Regions from separate parts of the Bos taurus genome. Here region 1 is linked to region 2. A link is a contact called in public Hi-C data. All regions are on one chromosome and are shown on one strand. The core of a region is the stretch at or near the end of the contact, and the rest is flanking DNA. Distances in the headings are between cores, read along the strand shown.

Region 1 (3,717 bases), core at 28-2,527, 110 kb after region 2:
ACCGGCCGCACCTGCTCCCCCGCAGGGCCCCGTGTGCAGGGGCACAGTCCTGCTGAAACTTGTTGCTCCTGCATTCCAGACCAAGGACACAGTGCTCGGATGTGTACACGCTCACCCTCGCCCGCTGCCCCCGTTACGTAAGAGCTGGAAATGCGCCGGTGTGCCTGTGTGTAAGCCACCAGCAGGGAGGGGCTGGACCACAACCCAGCCTTGGTACAGTTCCCGCCAAAAACAGGACCTTGTGGTCTCAGGAGTTTAGGCAGAAAGCTGCTTTTGCCCATTTTGCTAAAGCTTAGTACCCTATTATGAGATCACAGAGGAAAATGAGACAGGAGAGTGTTTGAGAGCCTCCACCCTTAGCCCTTGGGCTTCCCAGATGACCCAGAGGTAAGGAGTCTGCCTGCCAGTGCGGGAGACACAAGAGGCGTGGGTTCAATCCCTGGTCAGGAAGATCCCTTGGAGGAGAGAATTGGCCACCCAATTCAGTATTCTTGCCTGGAGAATCCCTATGGACAGAGGAGACTGGCAGGCTACAGTCCATAGGGTCTCAAAGAGTTGGATGCGACTGAAGCGACAGCATGCATGCACCCTTGTCTGTTAGACCCGAATGCAGAAAATCAGGGCTGGTTTTAAAGTTTTCATTTCTTATTAGCTCAGCTGTTGAGATATTGCTTTCTGTTTCTGGCTGCTCAGAAGCCAGCAGGCTTATTCAGATATAGCCAACAATCGCAGTCACCTCATTCTGTGACTTGATTTAACTGGCAGGGGAAAAAAAGAAGGGGAGGATAAAAATGCCAGAACCTAAACGGGGACTAAAAGAATGCTTTTAGGTCAGCTAGTGTGAGGTTTTTGTTATATGGACTGTAGCTGGCCAGACTCCTCTGTCCATGGAATTCTCCAGGCAGGAATACTGGAGTGGGTTGCCATTCCCTTCTCCAGGGGATCTTCCCGACCCAGGGATCAAACCCAGGTCTCCTGCATTGCAGGCCGGTTCTTTAATGCCCGAGCCACCTTTTGGAGGGAAACACCCCTGACTGTGGACACGGCTCTACGGTGGACGCCTCTCTAAGATAAACCAAGTTGACACGTTTTCCCAAATAGCATGTCTTGCACTCTCAGAAGAGTCGTAATCTGGACAGGGAATCACAGGATCGCAGGGTATGTCTCTGAGAGCAGCGGCCCCAAGTTTGCAGTCGCTCCTGCCAACCTCTGGAGGCATCTCCGCTCCTCTCCTCCTCTCAGAGACCCTGGTTCACTGGGAGCAAATCCAGTCTAAGAAAAGCACCTGGAGGCCGTGCACAGGCCCCAGACTTCTTTGCGTATCCACTGACAAACACTGGCCCAACCTCCTGTCCATCACCCAAAAGAACCTGTCTCCCTCTTGAAGTTGCCAGAGCTGTCCTGTTTAATTACCAAGGGTTTTGTTGTTGTTGTTTGCTTTTTCTTTTAAAGACTTTTCTAGGTGAACCTTCTTTTGAGGGGCAGGGGTTGGCAGGAAGAGTTCTTTATTGAGTCAGTCAGACCAACAAGCAGAATAACACTGCAGCAGGAGCTCTCCCCACACCTGGAAGATGGGCGCCGTTTTTAAAGTCTTTGTTGAATTTGTTACAACATTGCTTCTGCTTTATGTTCTGGTTTTTTGGCCCCAAGGCATGAGGGGATCTTAACTCCCCGAGCAGGGAGCGGACCCACACCCCATGCACTGGAAGGTGAGGCCCTCACCCCGGACCGCCGGGGGTGGGGGTGTCCCTAATTAGCAAGTTCCATCATGTCTCTCTTCTGCTCTGGTCCCTGGTGGCCTTGAGTCCCACTTAGAATAAAAGCCAGAGTCCTTAGAGCGACCCCAGAGTAGCCCTACAAGGTGCGCCCCACCTGCCCTCCCCCACTGCCAGCCGCAGCTGCCCTCCGACTGCCCGTCACGGTTCCAGCCACACCGACTGCCGCTGCGACTCGAACACCCTGCCCGTCCTGCTTCAGGGCCTCCTGGCAGCCCTTGTCTCACCAACTTCCCCACCGCCCCACCCGGGTGTCCACCTGGCTTCCTCTCACTTCTCAAGTCTGCATCCTGAGATCCACTTCACAGTGAAACCTTCTCTGACCACCCAATTTCAAATCACACCCTGAGTTCATCTCTTCTGATTCTGTTTTGTTTTTTTTTTTACAGTAGCCTCTATCACTATCTGACATCCTAAAATTTTAGCCATTTATTAATTGACTCCCTTCCTGATTTATTGTGTGTCTCTTGGAATTCGTTTGTGGATTCCTCCAGGGCAGGGAGATTTTCCTGTTTGGCTCGCTGTCCTACGCTCAGTGTATTTAGCATTTTTCTCGGAAATCCATAGTGCGTGCGTGCTCAGTTGTATCCGACTCTTTGCAGCCCCATGGACTGTAGCCCGCCAGGCTCCTCGTCCATGGGATTTTTCCATTCAAGAATACTGAAACAGGCTGCTATCTCCTTCTCCAGGGGATCTTCCTCACCCAGAGATCCAACCCACGTCTCCTGCGTTGGCAGGTGGATTCTTTACGACTGAGCCGCCTGGGAAGCCCAGGAAACACAGTCGGCACACAATAAATACTGAATGCGTGCGATGTTGAGTGTATTGAACACTTACTTTCCTCTGGGCCTAGGGATGAACACCGAGTATAGGAAAGTGAGCGCAACACTTTTCCTGCCCTCGAGAAGCTTACCATCTGCTTAGCACATCCGCAATCATACTGATGAATGGTGTCAGTAGCAACCACGAGCCAAACCCCTACCATGAGCGTGAAATTCCAACCACAGCCCCACACATAGAACCCACTGAATGGTTTAATAGCCTCTCGTTCAGTAGGTTTGCAGTGGGTATAGTTGCTTTTTCAAAGAATTCAGTAATAAAATCTTTCACCTACGCAAAAAAGAGAAGAGAGAGAAGTTTACAGTCTTGTAGAGGACACGTGCATGTAAGTAAGTCAGCACCGCAGAATGAGAGGCTGGGGCGAAGAGAAGAACACAACAATGAGACAGGAATCGAAGGGGCTGGTGGAGCGGGAACGGTTGTAGTGGGGGGCCTTCCTGGGGGCTCCAGTGGTTGGGACTTCCAATGCAGAGGATGCAGGTTCGATCCCTGTCAGAGAACTAAGAGCCCACGTGCCACACAGCCCCCAAAAAGAAAAAAAGACAAAACATAAAAGCAATATTGTAGCAAATTCAATAAAGATTTTAAAAACAGTCCACACTAAAAATATCTGTAAAAGATTGCAGTATGTTGAGTGGAAGTGGGGGGAGTGAAGGGTTAATACTTAAAGTGGCCTTTCTTCCCGATCAGATGGAGTCTATCGCCTGCATAGCTGCTGCTGCAGCTGCTGCTGCTGAGTCGTTTCAGTCGTGTCCAACTCTGTGCGACCCCATAGACGGCCTCCCACCAGGCTCCCCTGTCCCTGGGATTCTCCAGGCAAGAACACTGGAGTGGGTTGCCATTTCCTTCTCCAATGCATGAAAGTGGAAAGTGAAAGTAAAGTCGCTCAGTTGTGTCCGACTCTTAGTGACTCCATGGACCTCAGCCTACCAGGCTCCTCCGTCCATGGGATTTTCCAGGCAAGAGTATTGGAGTGGGGTGCCATTGTTGCTGCAGCCTGAATTGCTAGGCAAACCTTCTCACACACCAGCGACTACTCACCACTGCACACCTTCCCCTGCACGCCTTCACCTGCCGGCTGGAACGCTCACTCTTTACCCTG
Region 2 (3,554 bases), core at 689-3,188:
TCCAACGGGAGGCGGAATGCCAGCCCCTTTCTTAGCTCCGAGTGAGCAGAGCCGGTCCCCTGGGCAACCACAGCCGGGCTTCCAGCATCTCCGACGGCCTCTGCCCCGGCTCACAGCTGCACGGCAGCACCCAGGATCACAGCCTGCGCTCCGTCATGGCATCATTTTTCCAGCATCCCTTGCAATGATCATCAGTATCAAGTCATGCTGGGCACCCTGGGGCCCGTGCAGACGGAAATCACCAGGTTTTCTGGAGAAAAACAATCCCCTCTTCTAGTTTCCTCAATTCCACCAGCAATTTCCATGAAAACAAACTCACGGCATCAGTATGGCTCCTTCCATCTCTTCCCCCCCAACTTTCTTTTCCCTTCTTAGACGTGCCCCCTCCCCAGCCGGAACTGTCCACTGTCCACTTCCGGGCAAGCAGAGCCATCAGTGAGCAAGCCTTCTCTAAGAATCAGCCTAAAACACCAGAATCACTTGGTAAGACTTCCAGGTGCCTAAGGGAAGCTCTGAATGTAGCCTCCGTCGTCTTCTCCAGGCTTATTCTTTGCGTCATATCTCCTCCCCACCCGAGCCCTCCAGTGGGTCCCCCACCTCTCTCTTTATGCCCTGGCCCACATCAGATGGCTCAGCCTCTCATCAAACAGTTTCCCACGCCTGTGTCAGGGTGCATGAGATTCCTCCCACCTGGAACACCTTCTCCTCCTCCACTTCCCTTTTCCCTGGCACACACCTCACCTGGTCCCAGCTCAGGATTTATCTCCTCCAGAAACTCTCCCCTAAGGCCTTTCCTCTGAGATCCCCCCAAAGACCCAGTGCCCGTTTCCCTCTGGACCTGGGCTAGAATGACTGAGCTGGGACACTCCCCTCTGTGGCTCTGAGCTCAGCGGGGACCAGGCAGAGCCGTCTTTGTTGCTTAGCAACGAGGATACACTCCATCAACACTGGGAGTGGATGTGGGCACGTGGATTAGACCAATGGAGGAAGTCAGGAGGACCCCTTCCGCCTTCACCCTGGCTTCTGGGAGACGCGCTCTCTTACCACTGTGAGGTAAAGTCAACAAACTCTTCGGAGAACTTGTCTGCGGGCAGCTGCGGCGACGGCTCCTCCACCACCTGTTTGAGCTGCTGGAAAGGAGTCCCCCACGAGTCGTAGGGAAACCGGAGGATGGCCAGCTCGATCTGGAAGGGAGAGGTACACAGGAGGTGAGAGCTGACTCTGGGCTACTGTGTACCGGGCAGCTGCTGGGGCATCCATGTCATCCCAGGAGGCGGAGGGCAACCGGACGGGGACAGTCCGGTGAAACGTGCAGAGGGGACGCCAACGATGCCGTGTTCGCTAGCGGTGTGCCCCCACGTCCTGGAGCTGGGGGTGACATCGTCCGGGAGACAGCCCCTCACCAAGAGGAAATCCACCTGGAATATTCACCAGAAGGACTGATGCTGAAGCTCCAGTACTTTGGCCACCTGATGCGAAGAGCCGACTCACTGGGAAAGACCCTGACGCTGGGGAAGATTGAGGGCAGGAGGAGAAGGGGACGACAGAGGATGAGACAGCTGGATAGCATCACTGACTTGATGAACATGAGTTTGAGTAATCATCCAGCTGGTGATGGACAGGGAGGCCTGGCATGCTGCAGTCCACGGGGTCACAAAGAGTCGAACACCACTGAGGGACTGAACAATAACCTCACTGAAACCCAGTGTGGCACTTCATAAAACTGTGAGCCAGCAGTGTGCAACTTCAGGATGAAAGGGGCCAGGTTTTCAAACGTTTAGTCTAAAAAGCACTTCTCGCCCGAAGACGCTTACCTCTGCTGCCATCTGCTGGCCACACGCTGGAATGAAAACAAACAGGGCCAAAGGACTGCTCGGTTTTTGGACTTGAGTAAAGGCCGCCTTGCTGTTACAAGATCACGTGCCTTCTGGGCAAGGACGTGAAATAGCTCACGGGATTTACTCAGCTGCTGTGTCTGGGAAGGAACCAGGACCACCATGGATCCTTCCAGACCTCGGTGATCCACTGAAAATTTACGATCAGCAGAGTTACAAATCAGGCTCTCACCGTGTATAACTTCAGGGCTGTGCCTGAGGAAATGAGCCTGTTTGTTAGTATGTGCTGGGGCTATACCTGCAGTCAACAGCCAAGACTGCTCTCATAACCATATTCCGAGAAGCTGAGCCCATGTCTTGGATACAAAGCTCTCCATATTAGCGTCTAGGACGGGTGGCAGAGATTGGGAGTTTGGGATGGACATGTACACAGTGCTGTCTTTAAAACAGACAACCCACAAGGGCCTGCTGTACAGCCCAGGGAACTCGGCTCAACATTTTGTAATAACCTAAGTGGGAAAGGAATTGGAAAAAAAGAGATACAAGTAAACTGCATCACTTCACTGTACACCTGAAACCAGCACCACATTGTGATCAACTACATGGCTGAGAGGACAAAGCATCTGCCTGCAATGCCTGGGTTCAGTCCCTGGGTCAGGAAGGTCCCCTGGAGAAGGGAATGGCCACTCATTCCAGTATTCTTGCCTAGGAAATCCCATGGACAGCGGAGCCTGGCGGGCTACAGTCCATGGGATTGAAAAGAGTCAACTAAGCAACAAACAAAACACGCTCCGATATAAAACAAAAATTTTTTAAAAAAGCTCTATCAGGGTCCACACAGATTCGTGCTCTTGGAGTAGCCTGAGCCTCTGCATGCTTGATTAGAGTAGTTTAAATTTAAACCCTAAGGATAACTCTCAGGAACAGCAGCCAGACCCTCTCGTTTTACAGCTCAGGACAGCGAGACAGCCTGTGTGACTCCATCCGTCACGCAAGGGCACACAACTCCTTGGAGGTGGAATGAAGAGAACTGGGTTTGCCCAGTTCCCGTTCAGTGTTTCTGCCGCCCCGCTCTGCGGACAATCTTGCTCTCTCAGATCAGCTTCAAGGGCGTCCACCTCTTGCTCTTGAGGTCTGCCCCACCGCAGCTTCATGCCCCAATACTCCCTGCCCCCAGCCCACAATTATTATCACACACTACCATGGTGATGCCCAAACTCCAGATGTCGGACTTCACGCTGTATCCCTTCTGGTTGAGCTCTGGGTTTATTCTCTCGGGCTGGAAAGGAGACAGAAAAGGACAACTGAGATGACACTCTTGGCTCAGTAAAGTCTCGGGGGTGGGGTGGCAGTGGCTGCCAAGTGAGCGGCTGTGAGCCATTAACACGCCTCCCGGGCCAGGAGTCTCACTCACGACAGCGAAGACCAACGTCTCCACGGGGTTTACAGACATCTTTTCTTGGAGACGACAATGCGTCAGAGTCCCCTCACAACTCAAAAGCAACTTCAGTTCGGCCTTCCAAAGAGCGTGACATACAGTCGACCATTACGCTGCCCACCTTGAAGTTTCCTCGTTTAAAAGACCAACAGTCCAGGGACTTCCTTTGCAGTCCAGTGGTCAAGCTTCCTCCTTCCAGGGGGGGACATGGGTTCGATCCCTGGCCGGGGAACTAAGATCCCGTATGCTGCAGGGCAACTAAGTTCTGCACCCTGCAACTA

The links. A called contact is a pair of places that touch in the nucleus more often than the background predicts.
Region 1: a contact with region 2 is called in a Hi-C map of skeletal muscle, with 2.7 times the contacts expected there. The contact joins two enhancer-like sites. A contact is called at or near these places in 2 of 11 Hi-C or Micro-C datasets (liver and skeletal muscle).

Annotation. Positions count from the first base shown.
Region 1 is chr19:61,250,549-61,254,265 of ARS-UCD2.0, forward strand. No RefSeq gene overlaps it. Among named protein-coding and RNA genes, the nearest start is that of MAP2K6, 16 kb to the left of the region's middle. Within about 2 kb of position 1,278, at least 20 of the 102 cell types and tissues checked have an H3K27ac peak or open chromatin away from gene starts, as enhancers often do. A contact at or near this core is called in liver and skeletal muscle, where this site is marked.
Region 2 is chr19:61,142,188-61,145,741 of ARS-UCD2.0, forward strand. MAP2K6 (mitogen-activated protein kinase kinase 6) reads right to left here. Exons shown (of 12, transcript NM_001034045.1): 9 at 3,037-3,114; 10 at 1,045-1,184. Among named protein-coding and RNA genes, the nearest start is that of MAP2K6, 93 kb to the right of the region's middle. Within about 2 kb of position 1,939, at least 18 of the 102 cell types and tissues checked have an H3K27ac peak or open chromatin away from gene starts, as enhancers often do. A contact at or near this core is called in liver and skeletal muscle, where this site is marked.